Linked DNA regions of Mus musculus: region 1 is linked to region 2. Evidence: chromatin contacts called from public Hi-C data. All regions are on one chromosome and are shown on one strand. The core of a region is the stretch at or near the end of the contact, and the rest is flanking DNA. Distances in the headings are between cores, read along the strand shown. Region 1 has its middle 76 kb from the start of Gm24680. Region 2 has its middle 94 kb from the start of Gm23324.

Evidence for each region. A called contact is a pair of places that touch in the nucleus more often than the background predicts.
Region 1: a Hi-C map of pro-B cells shows a contact between it and region 2, with 4 times the contacts expected there. The contact joins two enhancer-like sites. A contact is called at or near these places in 2 of 15 datasets of contacts at CTCF or cohesin (large pre-B cells and pro-B cells), 1 of 484 Hi-C or Micro-C datasets (pro-B cells) and 1 of 115 datasets of contacts at active chromatin or transcription factors (large pre-B cells).

The regions. Positions count from the first base shown.
Region 1 is chr14:95,002,464-95,008,356 of GRCm38.p6, forward strand. No RefSeq gene overlaps it. Among named protein-coding and RNA genes, the nearest start is that of Gm24680, 76 kb to the left of the region's middle. Within about 2 kb of position 2,333, at least 5 of the 459 cell types and tissues checked have an H3K27ac peak or open chromatin away from gene starts, as enhancers often do. A contact at or near this core is called in pro-B cells, where this site is marked.
Region 2 is chr14:94,539,155-94,545,299 of GRCm38.p6, forward strand. No RefSeq gene overlaps it. Among named protein-coding and RNA genes, the nearest start is that of Gm23324, 94 kb to the left of the region's middle. Within about 2 kb of position 3,142, at least 14 of the 459 cell types and tissues checked have an H3K27ac peak or open chromatin away from gene starts, as enhancers often do. A contact at or near this core is called in pro-B cells, where this site is marked.

The DNA of each region.
Region 1 (5,893 bases), core at 1,083-3,582, 460 kb after region 2:
TTGACAATATTCACTCCTCCCAAATTCATTCCAAATTCTTATTTTTTTCACCCACATTTTTATTCTCTATTTTAAATCAACTCCAATTTGTGCTGTCCTTTTGGACCTGGACATTTTGCTGGAATATGGTCAATAAACTAGGATCTACAAATAGATATAGCTGAAAGACCCTCTCCTAGCAACTTTCATCTTCTAAAAGCCCCATAGGTAGGTGTTTGTTTTCTTGTGCATGCAATCACTACCACTGCTATTTCCTAAGTGTAGCTAACCGCCCAAGCACAGAAAATGTTTTGCTTGTATTCATCAACGATCTCTGGTTCTTACACTGTTTCTGACGCTTCTTTTGAAACAATCCCTGGGCATCTCTCTCTACACCAACCTTCCCATTTTCATCTTTTCCTTTTATTGAAAATAGATTTTTTTCCTTATACAACATATCCTGATTATAATTTCCCCTCCCACTACCCCTCCCAATTCCTACCCTCTGCCACATCCCCTTCCTGTCATTCATTATACGACATAACTCGAATTTGAAGTTCCCTGTGTGAATAACCATTTCCTCCAAATAGAAACCTCTCTGATGAAAGCTGATGCATCAATTAATAGTTATAACAATAAATCACAGTGTTAAATAATCATGACAATAAATCATTAAGAGTTTGTGTAATACTATACCCCCTTAGCACTATGTTCTTACCTATGATTAGTATTTCCTCAGATTCTTGGCTCATTCAAGGTTCCAAGTGTGGGATTCATCTTGTGGAGTAGACCTGAAATGCAATCAGAAAGGGGTGGCTTTTCTTGTCACGACTGCACCAATAGACTTGGTTTGCCAAGCCAGTTGTTACTATAATTTGTGATTTTCACAGTTGGGGAAGATTCATCATTATTTTTCTCCTCTGGTAGCATGAAGAGCTACCTATATTACTGTGACACCTATCAGTAGAGATGAAAATGTCAGATCAGTCAGTGCTAATATAATTTGAACATATTTACTTATGGTATCTGTGATGGTTTATATATGCTTGGCCCAGGAGAGGCACTAGTAACCTTTTTGGAGTAAGTGTGTCACTATGAGCAAAGACTTTAATACCCTAGTGCTAGCTGTCTGAGAGTCAATCTTCCACTAGAAGCCTTCAGATGAAGATATAGAGATCTCAAGTCTACATGCATCACACTTGCCTAGATGATGCCCTGCACCTACCTTGATGATAACAGACTGAACCTCTGAACTTGTAAGCCTAGCAAATTAAATGTTGTTCTTTATAAAATTTGCCTTAGTCATGGTGTTTTTCAAAGCAGAAAACCCTAAATAAGACAGAAGTTGGTGCCAGAATCTGGGGTATGGCTATGATAGGCCTGACCATGCCATTTTTGGAAGAATGTGGATTTGGAACTTTGGATTTGGAAAGTGATAGAATGTTTCAAATAAAGCTTAATGGGACATCTTAGTAGAAATATAGAAGATTTTGTTGCTTAGAATAATCTGAATGGTGCAGACCTGTCCCAAGCTGTTTCTAAGAAGAAGAATTTCAGTATATGGCATAGAGATTGATTTTGTGGTACTTTGGTGAAGAATATGGCTGCTTTTTGCCCTTGTTGGAAGAGTCTACCTGAGGCTAGGGGGAAGAGATTTATATCAATTGAATTGACAAAGGAATTCTCAAAAGAGCCTAGCAGAGAATTTGTTCTCTGTTTAAGTCTCATGAAGAGCATTTTGAAAAAATCTTAGCAGGCTTAGAAAGAAAAAACTATGAAATATATGATTAGATTATTAAAGTGGCACCAGGAATTGGAATGGAGCAAAATCCTGTGTTCTAGAAGATAGAAGATTAAAAGAGTGAGACTTTGGGGCAAGATCTTACCCAGCTAAATTTAGATCCAGGCATGGTGGTGCACACATTTAATCCCAGGAGACAGGCATGCAGATCTCTTAATTCCAGGTCAATCTAAAGAGCAAGATCCAGGACAGATAAGCTTAGGCCTTTAAGGAGTGGAAAAAAAAGAAAGCTGGAGATAATGTAATAGAACAAGTGGGGAGGGCATTTCCCAGCTACTGCACGCAGCAGAACTCAGCAGCTTTGGCCATGTGCCTCTAGTTTGGGGGTGAAAAATACATGGGACTATTGGGACAATTGATACTGGTTTTCTAGGGCTAAGAAATCAGTGGTGATTAAGAAGAGACTAATAAAAAAAGAAGAGAACAAAATCACTGAGGTGAAAACTTCTGGGAAATGTTTTCTGAGAGCACAAATAAACTGTGTTCCAGAGCTAACCAAGATTGTACCTCATCCTGCATATGTACTCAGTGATGTGTAAGAATCACCCAGGTGGTTCTGGTTTTGAAGTCATGAAAGGGTAATGAAGAGAAGCTGAAAAACTGTGAGAGGCTTGGCACTGTGAAAGGTCATTGGTAAAGGTGTAGCCTCAGTTGTAGTTGAACTCAGAACTGAAGGGATCATACAAAGGAGCTGATGATTGACACCATGAAGAGAGCCTATGAGAGGCAATTGTTGAAACCTAGTTGCAGTTGAAGACTGCAGCATATTGGAGATGGAATGAACACCTGGAACAGAAGCAACAGCGGAGTGAATCCAACCAGAGCCTAGAGTTCTACAGAGGGCAGAGCTGGAGAAGTGACAACAGCCCTTTGGAGGATCCCAGAGGATCATGTGTGGATCTCAGACATTGAAATAAGAAGCTGTAAAAGTTAAGTTTCCTAGGAGACCCTAAGATGTTTGAGATGTCAGAATCATGGGAATTCTCTTGAGGAAAGCTGTGAATAGGGAGTTGGGACCAGCCCAGGAGAAAGAAGATTGTTGCAGTCAGCAAAGATGAAAAAGGTTTGGGATATCTGAAGACTGCTTTGACATCAGACATGGATATGCAAAGATTGGCGTTTGCCCAACTGATTTCCTTGATGATAATGGAGGACCTCTGAACCTGTAAACCAGCCCAATAAAATGGTGCCTTAGTAAGATACAAATTATTAGATTTAAATGCTGTTAAGTAAAAGTACAAAATCAAAATATTCCAAAATATTTTGCAGATAAGTATACACATGTAGGCATGTTTTAATATATATTCTTCTGTGACTAATATTTATACTTCTTTAGATAAGCTGATACCACAATAGTTTGCCTTCAAGATTGCCAAATCTTTTCTTTCAGCAATTTGACATGACTTTATTCTCTTAAACACATTCTGACCTAAAATGATGACACTTGTCCATTGCCCTTATACAGGAGTTCAATGTTTTCTTGAGTAAAGTCACCACATTTGTTACTGGGAAATTCTCAAGATGATTCTGCAGAAGCACAATAGCAACATAAAGCGCCTGCCTCCTTGTGACACATTTCAAGTGGTAATGTTTTTCCTCCAACTCAATTATGTGGCATGCAATGAAGAAACACTGTTTATAAAAATGTCCCAAGTCTCTTTATCACATGCAGGAATAGCTAATGGTCATTAAATTACTAGGCTTCTCTGACTGATGTGTGTGGAAAGACAGTGTACTCTAAACATATTGCTGACTCATTTATTAAAACCTTATACTATTTCATCTATGCTTGAAATTTAGAATATTCTGCATCATGTTCTGAGTATACATTAATTCTAGAGACATAAAAATCTGAATTCAGCTTTATTTTGAAAGTTGTTCTTGATATGCTTGTGTGAACTTTTTTTATTTTTTAATGATGAGGATATAAATACCCTCATCATTGAAATAAAATCATATAAATACCCTTCTGTATGTGGGAAGACATACAGAAACAAACTCACTATGTTCTAAAATCATTTCTATCACCTATATTCCTTCCAATGCTAATCAATTCGTCCATAATATTTGGCATTTAAGCTTTTATAAACTTTTTATGTTCCTACATGTATCTTGCTTCTATTTAAGAAGCACTTTATAAAAATCTAAATTTTCTAAATATGAAAAGTTTAATGTTATGTCCATACTAAAATAAATTTGTTGTATAATAAATTTTTAATGTGGGAAAATTCTATCTATAATTTCATTACTAACATATTAATTATTGCCACTGCACATATAGTATTAGATATATTAACCATATTTTATACACACGGTCTGTCTTCTTAAATTAAATTTCTATAAATTACACATATTTCCTTAAGTATTCAGATTTTAATCTATAATCAGTTATCTATTATATACATTGATTTTTTTACAATAAGGTTGATTATATTCTTTATTTCTCACAACACCTAATAAATTATAAATATTTTGTGTTTTGATTTTCCACTCTTAATACAATACTGAGTTACTCACAATACTTGGCAGTGTCTCATGGAAATTGAACCACACATTTCTTATTTCTCTATCTTGGTATTCTTTGCTGAAGCTTCAATGGTAAGTTGCAGAAAGTCATTGCAAATGATGGCTTGTATATACATTTCTAGTTGTGAGACCATCAACTCTAATAAAGGTTTGTAAATGACAAATGGACACAGTCGGTACACACTGTGATATGAATGTCTTACACAAAAACATCAATGTATATTCAACCTGCTTTCTACTTATTGAAATAAATATTTCCAGTAAAAAAAAACATTAATAATCATATTTGGATTTTAATTCTCTCCATTAAAGTTCTGTGAAAAAAGTATTCTTCATTAAATATCCAATTTTATGTTAATTTCTAGGATGTCATTTAATAAGTATGTAAAAACTTGCCAATTATTATGAAAACTATATTAAAGCAATGAGATAGTATTTTAAATTTGGTATTAAATTTAAGTATAATGAATTAAATATCATTTTCAAACAAAATCAACCTCGTCCCTCTAGTTTAATTTTCTGTGACAACTCCACATAATTATTTATCTATATAACCACTTGTCTAAGTATGTTTTGCTTAAACAAAAAGCTAACCTTTACATTAGTCATTTTTTTGAACCATTTTACAAAGTTATTTGTCTTTTTTTTCTCTTCAAATATTGTTTTGTTCTCATACTTTTCAGATCTTTTGGAGAACTAAATCACACAATTAACAATAGAGTTTGAACTGTGATTTCTGTGTATTTGGGTGTGTGTATGCGTGCTTGTAAAATTCCCTACTTTTTAATGTGTTTCATTTTGAATGTTTTGTCCTCAAAGTACATTGCTGTTAGATAATTATCTCAACATATATAACTAATGAGAAGTTTATTGCAACGAATGAGTGGCCACAACCTTCAATTTCTGAGAATTTCCTAGTTTTTGCCTGGTGAAAATTTCAGTAAGATATTTTGAGCCATGCAAACATCATGCAAGCCTCATCAGAGAAGGTTCTGTTTGCAGCAAGTGTCAATTAGCACACACGTGCACAAGTACTGACAGGGTAGAAAATAAGGGACTGCATATTGAGAGGTCTTAAATGGAACATTTGTATCTTGCTCAACGCTTCAAGGTCCAGGCATCACTTAGGAAGAGGAAGCACTAATGACCAGGCATCACATAGGAAGAGGAAGCACTAGTGATCAGGCATCACTTAGGAAGAGGAAGCACTAGTGATCAGGCATCACTTAGGAAGAGGAAGCACTAATGATCAGGCATCACTTAGGAAGAGGAAGCACTAGTGATCAGGCATCACTTAGGAAGAGGAAGCACTAGTGATCAGGCATCACTTAGGAAGAGGAAGCACTAATGATGATCAGGCATCACTTAGGAAGAGGAAGCACTAGTGATCAGGCATCACTTAGGAAGAGGAAGCACTAATGATCAGGCATCACTTAGGAAGAGGAAGCACTAATGATCAGGCATCACTTAGGAAGAGGAAGCACTAATGATGATCAGGCATCACTTAGGAAGAGGAAGCACTAGTAATCAGGCATCACTTAGGAAGAGGAAGCACTCATGATCAGGCATCACTTAGGAAGAGGAAGC
Region 2 (6,145 bases), core at 1,892-4,391:
TGAGAATGGCTCTTTCGATGTCTTTAAAGAATTGTGTTGGGATTTTGATGGGGATTGCATTGAATCTGTAGATTGCCTTTGGTAGGATGGCCATTTTTACTATGTTAATTCTGCCAATCCATGAGCATGGGAGATCTCTCCATTTCTGAGATCTTCTTTGATAACTTTCTTGCGAGACTTGAAGTTATTGTCATATAGGTCTTTCACTTGTTTGGTTAGAGCTATCCCAAGATATTTTATATTATTTGTGACTATTGTGAAGGCTGTTGTTTCTCTAATTTCTTTCTCAGCCTATTTATCTTTTGTGTAGAGGAAGGCTCCTGATTTATTTGAGTTAATCTCATATCCAGCCACTTTGCTGAAGTTGTTTATCAGCTGGAGAAGTTATCTGGTACAAATTTTGGGGTCACTTATATATACTACTATATATCTGCAAACAGTGATAACTTTATTTCTTCTTTGCCAATTTGTATTCCCTTGATGTCTTTTTGTTTTCTTATTGTTTGTGCTAGCACTTCAAGTACTATGTTTAGTAGATATGGGGAAAATGGGCATCCTTGTCTTGTCCCCGGTTTTAGTGGGCTTGCTTCAAGTATGTCTCCTTTTAATTTGATATTGGCTGTAAGGTTGGAGATTTAAGCTTGATCATGTTACACTATGGTTTTGGGATGATTTAAAGGCAAAATATAAGGCCAATTTCTTTTTAACCAATTCTGACATTTATCTTTCTCATATTTTTGAGTGTGCCTATTATTAACACTAGTGCTTTAACCTGTTTTTTCCTATTTCTTCTGGACCTAGACCTCAGTCATTATCCAAGGTCTGCTATCTATCTATCCATCTATCTATCTATCTATCTATCTATCTATCTATCTATCTATCTATCTATCTATCTAAATTGGAATGAATATATATTTTTCTTGCCATATTAAAATTAAAAGAAATATAGTTTTACTATAAAACAGACTTATAATTTAGATAATAAAGTAAAACAAACAAATACATCTGTTTAAGTTTAAATTTTAAAATGTCTTTAAGCAATCCTTAACTATTGTTGTCATAGCCTTTTTTTCTTTTTCTTTTTAGATCTAAAACTAAATTTATATTGAATTATACAAATTTATATGAAGTATATAAACAAATACAGAGGTGGGTGCTCACAGACATCCACTGGACAGAGCACAGGGTTCCCAATAAAGGAGCTAGAGAAAGGACCCAAGGAGCTGAAGGGGTTTGCAGCCCCATAGGAGGAATAACAATATGAACTAACCAGTACCCCGAGAGCTCCCAGGGACTAAATTACCAATCAAAGAGCACACATGGTGGAACTCATGGCTCCAGCTGCATATGTAGCAGAGGATGGTATGGTTGGACATCAATGGGAGAAGAGGTCTTTTGTCCTATGAAGGTTCTATGCCCCAGTGTGGGGAAATGCCAGGGCCAGGAAGTGGGAGTGGGTGCGTTGGTGAGCAAGGGTAGGGATAGGGGGTAGGGGCAGGGGACATTTTTAATGTAAATAAAGTATCCAATAATATTTAAAAAATTGTACCATGTAATTTAAAAAGATACATTATATACTGTTATACTGGATTTTTCTTTTTTGTTTCTTTTCATTCTTTTTTATTAGATATTTTCTTTATTTACATTTCAAATGCTTATAATGAAAGTTCCCTCTCCCCTCCCCCACCCTGCTCCCCTACCTACCCACTCCCCCTTTTTGGCCCTGGCGTTCCCCTGTACTGGGGCATATAAAGTTTGTGTGTCCAATGGGCCACTCTTTCCAATGATGGCTGACTAGGCCATCTTCTGATACATATGCAGCTGGAGACATGAGCTCCAGGGATACTGGTTAGTTCATATTGTTGTTCCACTTATAGGGTTGCAGACCCCTTCAGCTCCTTGGGTACTTTCTCTAGCTCCTCCATTGGGGTCCCTGAGTTCCATCTAATAGCTGACTGTAAGCATCTTTTTCAATGCATCTGTTCCCGGGGCCATGAGAGCAGAGACTCTGTTTCTTCCTAAGATCTATCTAAGGTCATGATCTATTTCATATTGTTCCAGATAGAAGTGACCCTGACTAAAACATCTGGACCCCAACAGTGTTCCCAAACAAATCTTCTTTCCATTATAGTAATTTTATGAATATTTTTCACAGAAAATGTGGGGCAAGTGGACCATGCCACCAGACAGAAGAACTGATCAGACTGAGTGAGCTCAGACCCCTGTGAATCTCAGAAATGAGAATACAGGGAGAGGAAACACTCCTTGGATGCATGCTTTCCAAGGGGTAGCCATGACACCCTGCTGAGAGGACCTTGACAATCAGTCAGGTACCAAAAACATCTGGCATCCTTTTCCATGCAAATAGAGCACTACAAACATCTCAAATTGTGCCACTAAGAAACATCGATCCCTGCACCAAGACCATCACCGCCACCACCCACTCCTCGATGTTTTTAAAATTCTTGTCCACGTGGAATAAAGTATACAGTATACAAGATATTTCACAAAAAAATCCTCTGAGAGTGACTCTTTTACTGAGCTGTAACACATGGGAAGAGTTCTCTTTTGTCCAACGCATTTATCACTGGATCTTGGACCTGCCTGACAGGCTATGCTCACTGTTTAGCTGCCCCTGTCGCTGCCATTTTAAGACCAGAAGAGTCTTTCATCAAGAATGTCCCACTGTCAGAAACACAGAGAAGGAGATCCATGCAACAAGCAAGAGGTTTATTGATCCAGTGTGCTCTGGGGCTGTCCTACAATTGGGGAAGAGGTGACCCCGAAGATAATAAGCACACACTTTTTTTTATTACATATTTTCCTCAATTACATTTCCAATGCTATCCCAAAAGTCCCCCATACCGTTGGTTTAAGCCCAGTGGTGGCCCGAACTGATCTTTCTCAGCATTTGTGGCTCCAGGTGAGGTGAGGTCTTAGTCACCAGAAGAGGGAACTGAAACACTTTTGGTCGTTATCTGCACCTGCATTGTGGTCAGGGCTTCCTTGTAAAGCTTGTTTTGCTGGGTCATTTGGGGAAGGAAGTGTTCATCACAACCTTCTAGTGGAAAGTCCCCAGGGTGCTATCCTGGAAAGGACTTTCAGCGGTCATCTTATGTTCTCTAAGGTCGCACACCATTGTTGCGGCCCATGTTGCCCCTGCCGTTGGAACTGGCATTGCAGAGGGAGTGAGATCTTGGCTACCTGCCCCACAAAGGCTTCGAGAACTTCTTTCCTTCTTTGTAAGAGCTGTAATAAGTTCAGCTTTTCCGGGGTACCAAGAGAGCCATTCAATTTATTTGTTCTGGTTCCTCGAAGGACAAAAAGTAACAGAAAGTTGATTAGTACATAATCTGAGAAAGAGTTAAGGACAGGTAATGCCTTTAAAAATATATTGATTTATTATTTTTGGACCTGAGAGGAACACCTTATTATGAACTCTTGTTAAGCTTTGATGGAATGTGTACTTGTATTGGGATCAAAACTTATACGACCCATGTAAAGAATTCTGCACCCACATCATGTTTAATATTACATGAGACTGAATGCTACTCATTCAAAGATGGTCACGAGTGACTGTCCTCTGAGCCATACAACTTCTATCTTGAAGAAATTAGCTCTTCTATATCAAATCTGCCTGCAGAAGATAATCCCAGATGGCATGTTTACATTGGACCTTCCCATATGGATGGTCAGAATATGGCCACTTTGCCTTTTCATGTGGGAACTCTGCCCCTGGCCTAGGGGAGGGATTAGAGTAGACAGAGAGCAGGGAGTCTGTTATGTGGGAATGGAGAAGCTCTAGTTGATAACACTTTCTAGGTGTAGCAGGTTCGGGGAAAGAATACCGAAATCTATCTAACTCCTCATCTAGGCTCTGTAAGGAAGTGAAGTAAATTCATTGGTTCCCCAGCATGAACTTTGGTGGAATTATCCCTTAATCTGCCATTGTAAGATTGAGAGCAGGAGTAGACATTGCTTAGTTTCTCCAAGGGAAGGAAAGAATATTCGCATCAGAGACATCGTTTTGCTGCATCCTAGGAATAAAACTCACTGACAAGGAATGATGTTGCCTTAAGTCAAAAGAAAGGAGAGAATGAGAAAAGAAAGAAAAAAAGAAAGGAAGGAAGAAAGAAAACAAAAGAAGAAAAAGAAATCAAGAAGCAACTTATAGATATTGTAGTATCTAACAAAACAGGTTTCAAAAAGGAAAAAAAGAAAAAAAAAAACCCTAATCCACAGAGGAGAAGGCTACTACATACTTATTACAAAAGATAATTTATTAAGAATATATTACAACTTTAAACATTTGTACATCATAAGCAAGGGCAACCCAGTGTATAGAAGAATTACCACTATAGTTTAAATAAAATTGATCTTAAAACAGCAATGGCAAGGGGCTTCAGTATCTCAATCTTACCTATAGATCAGACATCCAGACAGAAATAAACAGAAATACTGAAGTTAAATCATGCCATACATGAAGTGAACCTAAGACATGTCTATAGAGAATTCCACACAAATGCTAGAGAATAAGCTTCCGGATCAGAAGGCCATAAAACTTTCTACAACACTGATCCAGTTACTGGACACAAAGCAAAATTTCAGAATCAAAATAAGATTGAAACAACACCTTGTATCTTATCTGAACACCATGGATTAAAGCATATTCTAAAAAAGAAAAAAAAAGAAAGAAATGACAAAAAATTATACAAACTCATGTATACTGAACAGCTTAGCACTAGATGAAAAGTTTATCAAGACAAACATCAAGAAGGATGTTGAAGTATTTTAGATGCTGAATGAAAATTAAGAATCAATATTTCCAAACCATGGAAACAATCCAGAGTGGCAAACTGATAGAACCATTTACATATATTAAAAAAGAAATAAAATGGAGAATCCACATGTTGATATAATAATGACATGTTTGACAGCTCTAGAAAATCAAAAGAAGTTATAAAATAATGAGACTACATAGGAAGAAATAGCAAAATAAAGGCCTGAAATGCATTAAATAGTAGCTATATGGATAAAAATACAAAATTAATGAAAAAGGATTCGATGATTGACAACATGATTGACAAAATATTAGCTTAGTTGATCAAAAGACAAAGAAATATCAAAGCAATAAAAATAGAGAAGAAAATGGAAACATTAGAAGACTAGGAAATTCAAAGACTCCTTAGGAGATATTGTAAAATACTGTATTTTTCCAAACTAAGCAATCTAAAAGAAATGGAAAGATTCCTTGATAGATACAATATAACAAAATTTAAACATCATGAAATTAAAAAAAATTTACACAACACCAGGTAAAACAGAAGCAGAAATTAAAAGATTACCAAATAATAAATAAAACAAAATGTCCAGAGACAATTGGATTAGGTATCACATTATAGCAAACTTTATCAGAAGAGATATAATATTAGCACTTTTACATTGCTCCACTAAATAGAAATGGAAAATTTTAAGATTATTTTTACAAGTCCAGTATAGCCCTGTTACCAAAGCTATATAAAGTCTAAACCAAAGAGAAAGTTACAGATCAATGTAGTTTATGAACATAGATGCAAAAAAGTCTCAATGAAATACTTATGAATGAATGAATGACATTATTTGCTATACTGTGCTTAAGCATATACGTAAAGCATACCCAGAGGACACCATATCTTAATGAAGAGTTACATACTTATCGATTTCCCTTGCTGCTCTGTTCATAACAGTCAGAAATTGGAAATGACCTAGAGATCCATCAACTGATAAGTGGATAATGAAAATGTGGCACATTTAACAATGAAATTTCATTAAGCTGTTAAGAAAAGTAAAATTTGCAGGTAAATTAATGGAGCTAGAAAGAATCATGGAGGATGAGGTAACCCAAACTCCCCAATGCAAATATTACATATTTTCCGTTTCCTATAGAAGTGGATACTAGTCTTTAAACTTTACATTTGTTTCATACTGAATGCCCAGAGATTTTAGGTATCTAGCAGGCAAGCAGAGTTAGGAGGAGGGAGTCTCCAAATAAGTGGGAATCGAATATGATGTTTTAAAGGGATAAAGGGACGTTTTAATAGGAGGTATAAATGCAGAAGGGGATAGAATATAGTACAAGAAGCAACATGAAGAATGAAAATACTAA